Linked DNA regions of Mus musculus: region 2 is linked to region 1. The links are chromatin contacts, called in public Hi-C maps. All regions are on one chromosome and are shown on one strand. Each heading gives the region's core, a stretch centred on a gene start, on an enhancer-like site or on the middle of the called end of the contact. The rest is flanking DNA. Distances are from core to core; before and after follow the strand shown.

The links. Hi-C and Micro-C count contacts between places; a contact is called where the count stands out from the background.
Region 2: a Hi-C map of liver shows a contact between it and region 1, with 2.3 times the contacts expected there. The contact joins the promoter of D830013O20Rik here to the enhancer-like site in region 1. A contact is called at or near these places in 10 of 484 Hi-C or Micro-C datasets (liver, long-term hematopoietic stem cells, myocytes and 4 more), 2 of 115 datasets of contacts at active chromatin or transcription factors (embryonic stem cells and heart atrium) and 3 of 9 other capture datasets (adipose tissue, liver and pancreatic islet).

What each region holds. Positions count from the first base shown.
Region 1 is chr12:73,352,298-73,355,774 of GRCm38.p6, forward strand. It overlaps Slc38a6 (solute carrier family 38, member 6), which reads left to right. Exons shown (of 16, transcript NM_001037717.3): 16 at 160-1,748. The coding sequence ends at 240. Among named protein-coding and RNA genes, the nearest start is that of Gm40442, 49 kb to the right of the region's middle. Within about 2 kb of position 1,269, at least 28 of the 459 cell types and tissues checked have an H3K27ac peak or open chromatin away from gene starts, as enhancers often do. A contact at or near this core is called in liver, where this site is marked.
Region 2 is chr12:73,407,884-73,410,905 of GRCm38.p6, forward strand. D830013O20Rik (RIKEN cDNA D830013O20 gene) reads right to left here and starts at 1,680. Exons shown (of 4, transcript NR_046013.1): 1 at 1,520-1,680.

The DNA.
Region 1 (3,477 bases), core at 19-2,518:
TGCTTGTAATCCCAGCTCTTAGGGGATTGAGGCAGGAGGATTGCTGAGTGTTCAAGGCTAGCCTGAGCCACAGCTTGAGACCCCATGTACTGACACTGAATGAAAGTCCGCAGTGGAGAGGACGGAGGCTCACACTCAGCATCTCTTCTGTCTCCACAGGCTTTGTTCCTGCTCCTCACAGGCGCTGTGGTCGGAAGCTTCAGTTTAGTGCTCATCATTTTTGACTGGGTCAACAAATGAAAAAGTTTTTATTATGAAGACTAACTTACCTCTCTATAAACAAGAAGGGATCATTGTGGAAGGTGCCATATATGAAAATTACACTCAGGAAAACTGTTAATAGGGAAGCCGGACAGAGCAGCAATAGGAATTTAGCCATTTTAATTTTAACCAAAATTAGAAATACTCAAAATACTTGAAATGTTCTTAAATGTGCAGAGTCACTCTTTTGTTTGGAAGTTTCATTTTCTGTGTTTTGTTCTGTGTCTGAAGCAGGACCTAGCTGTGTAGACCAAGCTGGCCTTGAACTCACAGCAGTCTGCTATTGGGATTTGGTTCTAAGACAAAGGTCTTAATTTGGTTCCCAAAGCCTGGCTTCCAGGCCTGAGGGTCCCTGTCCTCAGCTGGCTTCAATTGATAATTTACAAAAAAAAAAAAAATTGCCAATGGCTGGACAGAAAAATGGAGGTGGGACTTTTAGATTGTACGGGCAAGGGACAGAGAGGGGGAGAGAAGAATCGCCATGATTGAGGGGGAAAGGGATCAGATTTAAGAGCTGCAGGAGAAAGTTATCCAGCAATGTAGGTTGAAAGGGAAAGCAGCCCTGGGGGTTGGGGGTGGGGTGGGTGGGGCTGCTGCCCAATAAGTAACTGGGCAGCACTCGGGAGGCAGAGGCAGGCGGATTTCTGAGTTCGAGGCCAGCCTGGTCTACAAAGTGAGTTCCAGGACAGCCAGGGCTATACAGAGAAACCCTGTCTCGAAAAACAAAAACAAACAAACAAACAAAACACACACACACACACACACACACACACACACACACACACACACACACACACAAAATAAAACAAAAAACCCATAGATTTAGAAGGTGTTAAGCCAGGAATACCAGAGGGAAATGTATGCTAGCCTCGGAGAGGACTAGAAGTGCCCAGCCATTGAGCTAGTTAAGGCATGTCAGAATCAGCTGGAATGTAGACTCATTTGAGAATCCAGATAGCTCCTGGGCAGGCGCAGCTTGAGTGGGACTTGCCAGGAGCCAAAGCGGGTTAACCAATCACCGCTACAGACTGCCTGCTGCTGCTCCTGCCAAGTGCTGGGGTTAGGAACTCTGCCACCATCCTGGCACATGCCTGGCATCTGTGACTTAAAAAAAAAAGTAGCCTTTATTTTTTTTAGAGTAGTTGTGCATTTCCATACGTATTGAGCAAATGAACTGAAAGATTCTATGTGACTTCTTACTCCAACTCTGTAGCTTTCCTGCTATGAATGAATGCCTTGTGTCAGTGTAGCACGTGTTACACCCAGGGATGCTAAAGTCCAAGGTTGACATTAAAGTTTCTCTTGGCCACCACTGATTTTCCTACCAGAATGTCATGATTGGGATCATGTAGGACTGAGTGTCATGTCCAGTCCTGAGTGATGCCCCATTATATGGCTGTATCATGTTTGTTGATCCACTCACCTCATGGAAGACCTTTCTACTACTTCCAGGTTTTGCCAGCCATCAATAAAAGCACTAAAAATGCTGTTTGTATGCTGGTTTTTTTTTACCTGGTCATGTTTTCATTTGGGGGTGGGGGTGGGGTAAATGCCAAGGAGCATATGTGAAGGTATATTTAGTTTTATAAGAAACTGCCAAACTGTGTTCCAAAGCAGTGGTAACATCTTGCACCATCACCAGCAATGAGTGAGTGGCCTGTGATCACATATCCTCACTGGCATTTGGGGTTATTACTGTAGGCTGGTGCGTTCTCGCCAATTTAATGGCGTCTCTGTTTTGAGATTCCCTAACGGCATGATATAGACATTGCACATCTGTGACCTCTGCATATTTTCTTAGATAAGTGTCTAATTCTTGCCCATTTTTAAGTTGGGTTGTTTGCTCATTGTTCAGTTTTATATCTGTGTGTGTGTGTGTTGGATGCTTTTGTGCGGTTAAAAGTTCTCCAGGCCTCAGATTGTCATTATTATATGTGATATTATTCTTGGAAAAGAGACAGATATTGATGGTCCTTCTCATTCAGTGTTTAGAAATTAGTAGAAATTGTAAAACACTGCATTTTGCCCATTGCCACGATGCCCAGTTGGAAACTTGAATCTCAGGCTTTCTGCCATGAGAGTTCTGTGTAAAGGGCCCCCATGTTTGGCAGCCTGCCAGAGCCAGGGTGCCTCAGTCAAAGGCCCTGCCGCAGCTGACCTGTAAAGCAGGGAGTCTCATGTAAAGTAAGAATTTGCATATATGGAAATACACACTTTTGCAGGTGTCCTCTTGCCTTCCCCTTAGGAAAGAGGCTAAAAATTGGGTAACAGCGCTTCCCTTTGGAAAAGATCAAAGAGAACATTGACAACTTGGGTGTAATGGGGAGAGGCCAGGATTTGGGTTGGGATGGGGAGAGACGGGCTGGGTTTGGATCTTAATGAAACGACTCTTAACCTCCATGCTTCTACTTTGAACTCTAGGAAAATGAATTAATACCCATACTTTAAGGACTGTGTGGGGAAGGTTAAATAACCTTTGATAGATAGATGCAGACAAACTCTTTTTTACTCTTTCTTACTACTGTTTGTCCCTTTGCTTGGATAGGTCCCTTCTGGAGAGCAGTAAAGTGGAATGCCTTTCTACCCAAGGGTCTTGGCTTTTTCACCTTCTGTCCTGCATGGCTTTACCTTCTGAGTCCCTTTAGCCTTCACCCCCGAGGAGCTGGCCCTGGAAGCAGAGGTCAGTGCTCTCCCACAGTTCCACGCCAGCTGTGTGCTTCTCCTGCTTACGTCATTCTGAAGCTGGCCACATAGCGTGCAAGCCTGGCCCCTCTCAGCAGCTTCAGGTGAGAGTTCGTCGATTAACGAGCTCCTTGCCCCCTCTTTTTTTTTTTTTTCTGTTTATGAAATAATGCTCATAGGTGTTCAGCTGCTTAAATAAATCTTAACTCTAGTAATACCAAAATAGCCCTAAATCTACAACAGATGCAGGGATGCCCCCGGGGGCAAATGTTAAGTGTGGCGACAGCTGGGCATCAATTAATACTGTGTCACCTGTTCCTAAGACAGTGCCCTGGGAGGTTTGGCAAGAGACAAATATCCTTTGTAACACTGCACAGAATTGAGTTACTACCACGGTGGTGGAGGTGGCCCACTTTCCTTTAACCTTCTGTCCTGCCGGGTTGCTTGCTTGAGTCACATTTTCTGTGAGTTTGGAGGAAGCCGATGAGAAGGCTGGCAAGAACCGTGACCCCTTCATAACCTTGTCCACGTACC
Region 2 (3,022 bases), core at 430-2,929, 56 kb after region 1:
GATGGGCTTTGAAGTTTCTAAAGCCTTGCACCATTCTGAGTTAACCCTACCTCCCTCTCAGGGATGGAGATACGAGTTCTCACCAGTTCTAGCTGCCACATCTTTGCTCCTTCGGACTCTAACCCTCTGAAGCCAGAAGCCCAAATACGCCCTTTCTTTTAAAAGCACCTTGATCATGGTATTTTTGTCACAGCCATAGGGCAGTAACGAGGCTTCTGTGGTTTCTCCGGTGTTTAAAACGAGCTAGGTCTCAGGGAACACTTTGCAGGAGTAAGGCCACTTGAGTTCCATAGGGCAGTAACGAGGCTTCTGTGGTTTCTCCGGTGTTTAAAACGAGCTAGGTCTCAGGGAACACTTTGCAGGAGTAAGGCCACTTGAGTTTGGCAGATTTGGAGGGAGGGGGCGTTGCATAGTAAAGGTTTGCTACGAGGATAGTCCAGAGCAGGTGCATCATCCGGGAGTGAGTTCACGGTGGCCAAGGGTGTGAAAGGTGAAACACGTGAAAGGTGGTCAAGGGACACCGGCTACCCCTTTTCTGAGTGCACTTCCCCTTCCGTGACAGATGGGAATACAGCAGCGTTGACACATTTACTCCTTGGGTATGCCCACTTAGGCTAAACAAATTTAGCACAAGCTGAACAATTGGAACTCAGAGCTGATCCTAAGGGATTTAACAAGAGCTGCAAGGGCATTCAGATGACCCTGGATGATTCTAAAACCTGGAGAAAAAAAAATCCCCCAGCAAGCCCAAGCTGTCTGATCATGCGACCCATCTCCTGACTGACTGCTCACAAAGACCTGGCCAAGGACATTCCAGCTGTGCCAGGCCACTGGGCAGAGATCCCAGAGAGAGCAATCTATCACTGTTCATCACCCCCTCACACCTCAGGGAGCGTGGGCCTGTGGCCACGAGCTGGCAGACAACAGCCCCTAGCCCTTGCGACAGTGTGTATCCCCACTGCCAGAAAAGCAACCAAGGTTTTAGCACTGCGCCATTGGGTAGAGCCCTGGAGACTCTCAATACTCAGGTTCACCATTGGGTGGCTCTACCGGGGTCACCAGCAGAAGAGATGTCTCCCTCCCAGAGATTCATGAAGCCAGAGTGACAAGGTCGTTTTTTACCCTTCTCCCGGTTCATCTTCCCGCCCCTTCATAGAACATATGGGACCCTTCGTGCTGTGTGCACCCTGGCTTGAGGTGGCAAAGGTGAGGAGGCTCCACTTACCCTCTCCCCCTGCACCTGTTGTCAGTGATGATGGCTTTTGACTGTGGCATCTTCAGCAATTTCTGTATAGCCTGCACCATAGGCTAGGCATAGGATTCTCACCTGGATCATGTTCTCCCGCTAGAACAGGACTAGGTCATAGCAATAAAGTCAAGCCTTTCTCATCTGACCCACCATCTACTCTTCTTCCTTCTTTCCTTCCTTCTTTCCTCCCTCCCTCCCTCCCTCCCTCCCTCCCTTCCTTTCTTTCTTCTTTTCTTCCTTCATTTCCTCTTTCCTTTCCGTAAATCTTACCTTGATGTCTTGGCAAGAGACTCCAGGAGGTTGGAGTTTCTCTCCACAGGAGTAGATCAATCACAATCCACCAAGACCCTGAACCCATTGCTTTCTGAATCAGGAATTCAAAAGAGAAACAAGCCAACGCTCTTGTGCCCCCATGTTGTCCTTGTGCAACATCAGGGCAGTGATGTCCTCTGGCATGAGAATGGCAGGAACACAGCCAAGATGGAGCAGGAGAGAGGCTGGGAAGTGCCACACAATCTAGCTAGCTGCAGTAGCCAACATTCCTTGGCAACGACACTCTCACTCAAAGCCCTGGGAAGCACTGGGACACAGGTGTAGTCTAGCATCTATAGAGAGCACACCGGAAAACACCATGACATCCCCCTTGTGAGTTCAGTCCCCCTCCCATCTCGCCATATGCTGGTGACAAGGAGGAAGAGTGGGCAGTGTCACACACCCACCATGCTGCCCAGAGGGCAATGATGTAAGCCACAATGCTTAGGTTTCAGCTCCAAATGTGGCAGCCAGCAGCAGGAGGTGCTGGCAAACCCTTGGCTGCCAGGCATGCTTCTCAGAGCATCCAGGCTGCTGCATGGAGTTGCTGTTGCCCTGGACTCTGCAGCCCCCCAGAGCCTTAGGCTAGGTGGCTGGGGACTTTTGAGGGTTAGAGATGGGTCTGCAGTGTTTGTGGGAGCAGTCTCTGCTGTCCTTTCCAAGGGACAGAATGTTGCAAGGAGTCTATGTCACCACTTTTGAGCATCTATGCCCTCAAGCACTAGACTAAGTCCTTTACATGATTCATTGACACCTCTCAAAACCCCGCTAGGAATATACTGTTATTGGACTTTTGAGGATGAAAGTCCCAAGCCGTAGGCAGGCCGCGTCATGGCTGGTACAGCTGAGAACTAGCCAAGGTTCTTGTGCTTAGGAAGTAAACGATGCTCCAGCCTCCACAGATTCAGAGCACTAGCAGAGCAATCAAAATACTGAACAGGCAGAGTGTGACGGCTCACACCCTTTAATCCCATCCCTCAACAGGCAACCGAGGAAGACTGCTGTGAGCGCAAGGGCAACCTGGGCTGCATGAAGAGACCTCTCAAAACAAACAAACAAACAAACAAACAGCATTCTAAACATAGGTTAGATGTAGGTTGCTTGAATAAAGCAAGTAGCATTCCAGAATATGAGTGGGTACAAGGTAGAAATACCACAATAAATACATGTTTCAATGCAGCATGAAGGCTCACTAGATCTGGTCACTTGTCATGAAGAGAAAGGCACCTACCTGGCCACAGCTATCAGTTCTTGAGCTAAAGCCTGTGGAGTCACAGGTTAACCAGGCTGTAAGTCACTTTTTGATGTCTGTCCAGTTGGGGACATTCTGCTGTGGCATTGAGAGATGAAGTATTGGACTAGAAAGATGGCTGACTTGGGCAAAGGTGCTTGAGGCTAAGCCTGACAACCAGAATTGATCTGTGGGATCCCCTCGGTGGAAAAAAAAAAAAACCTGACTCA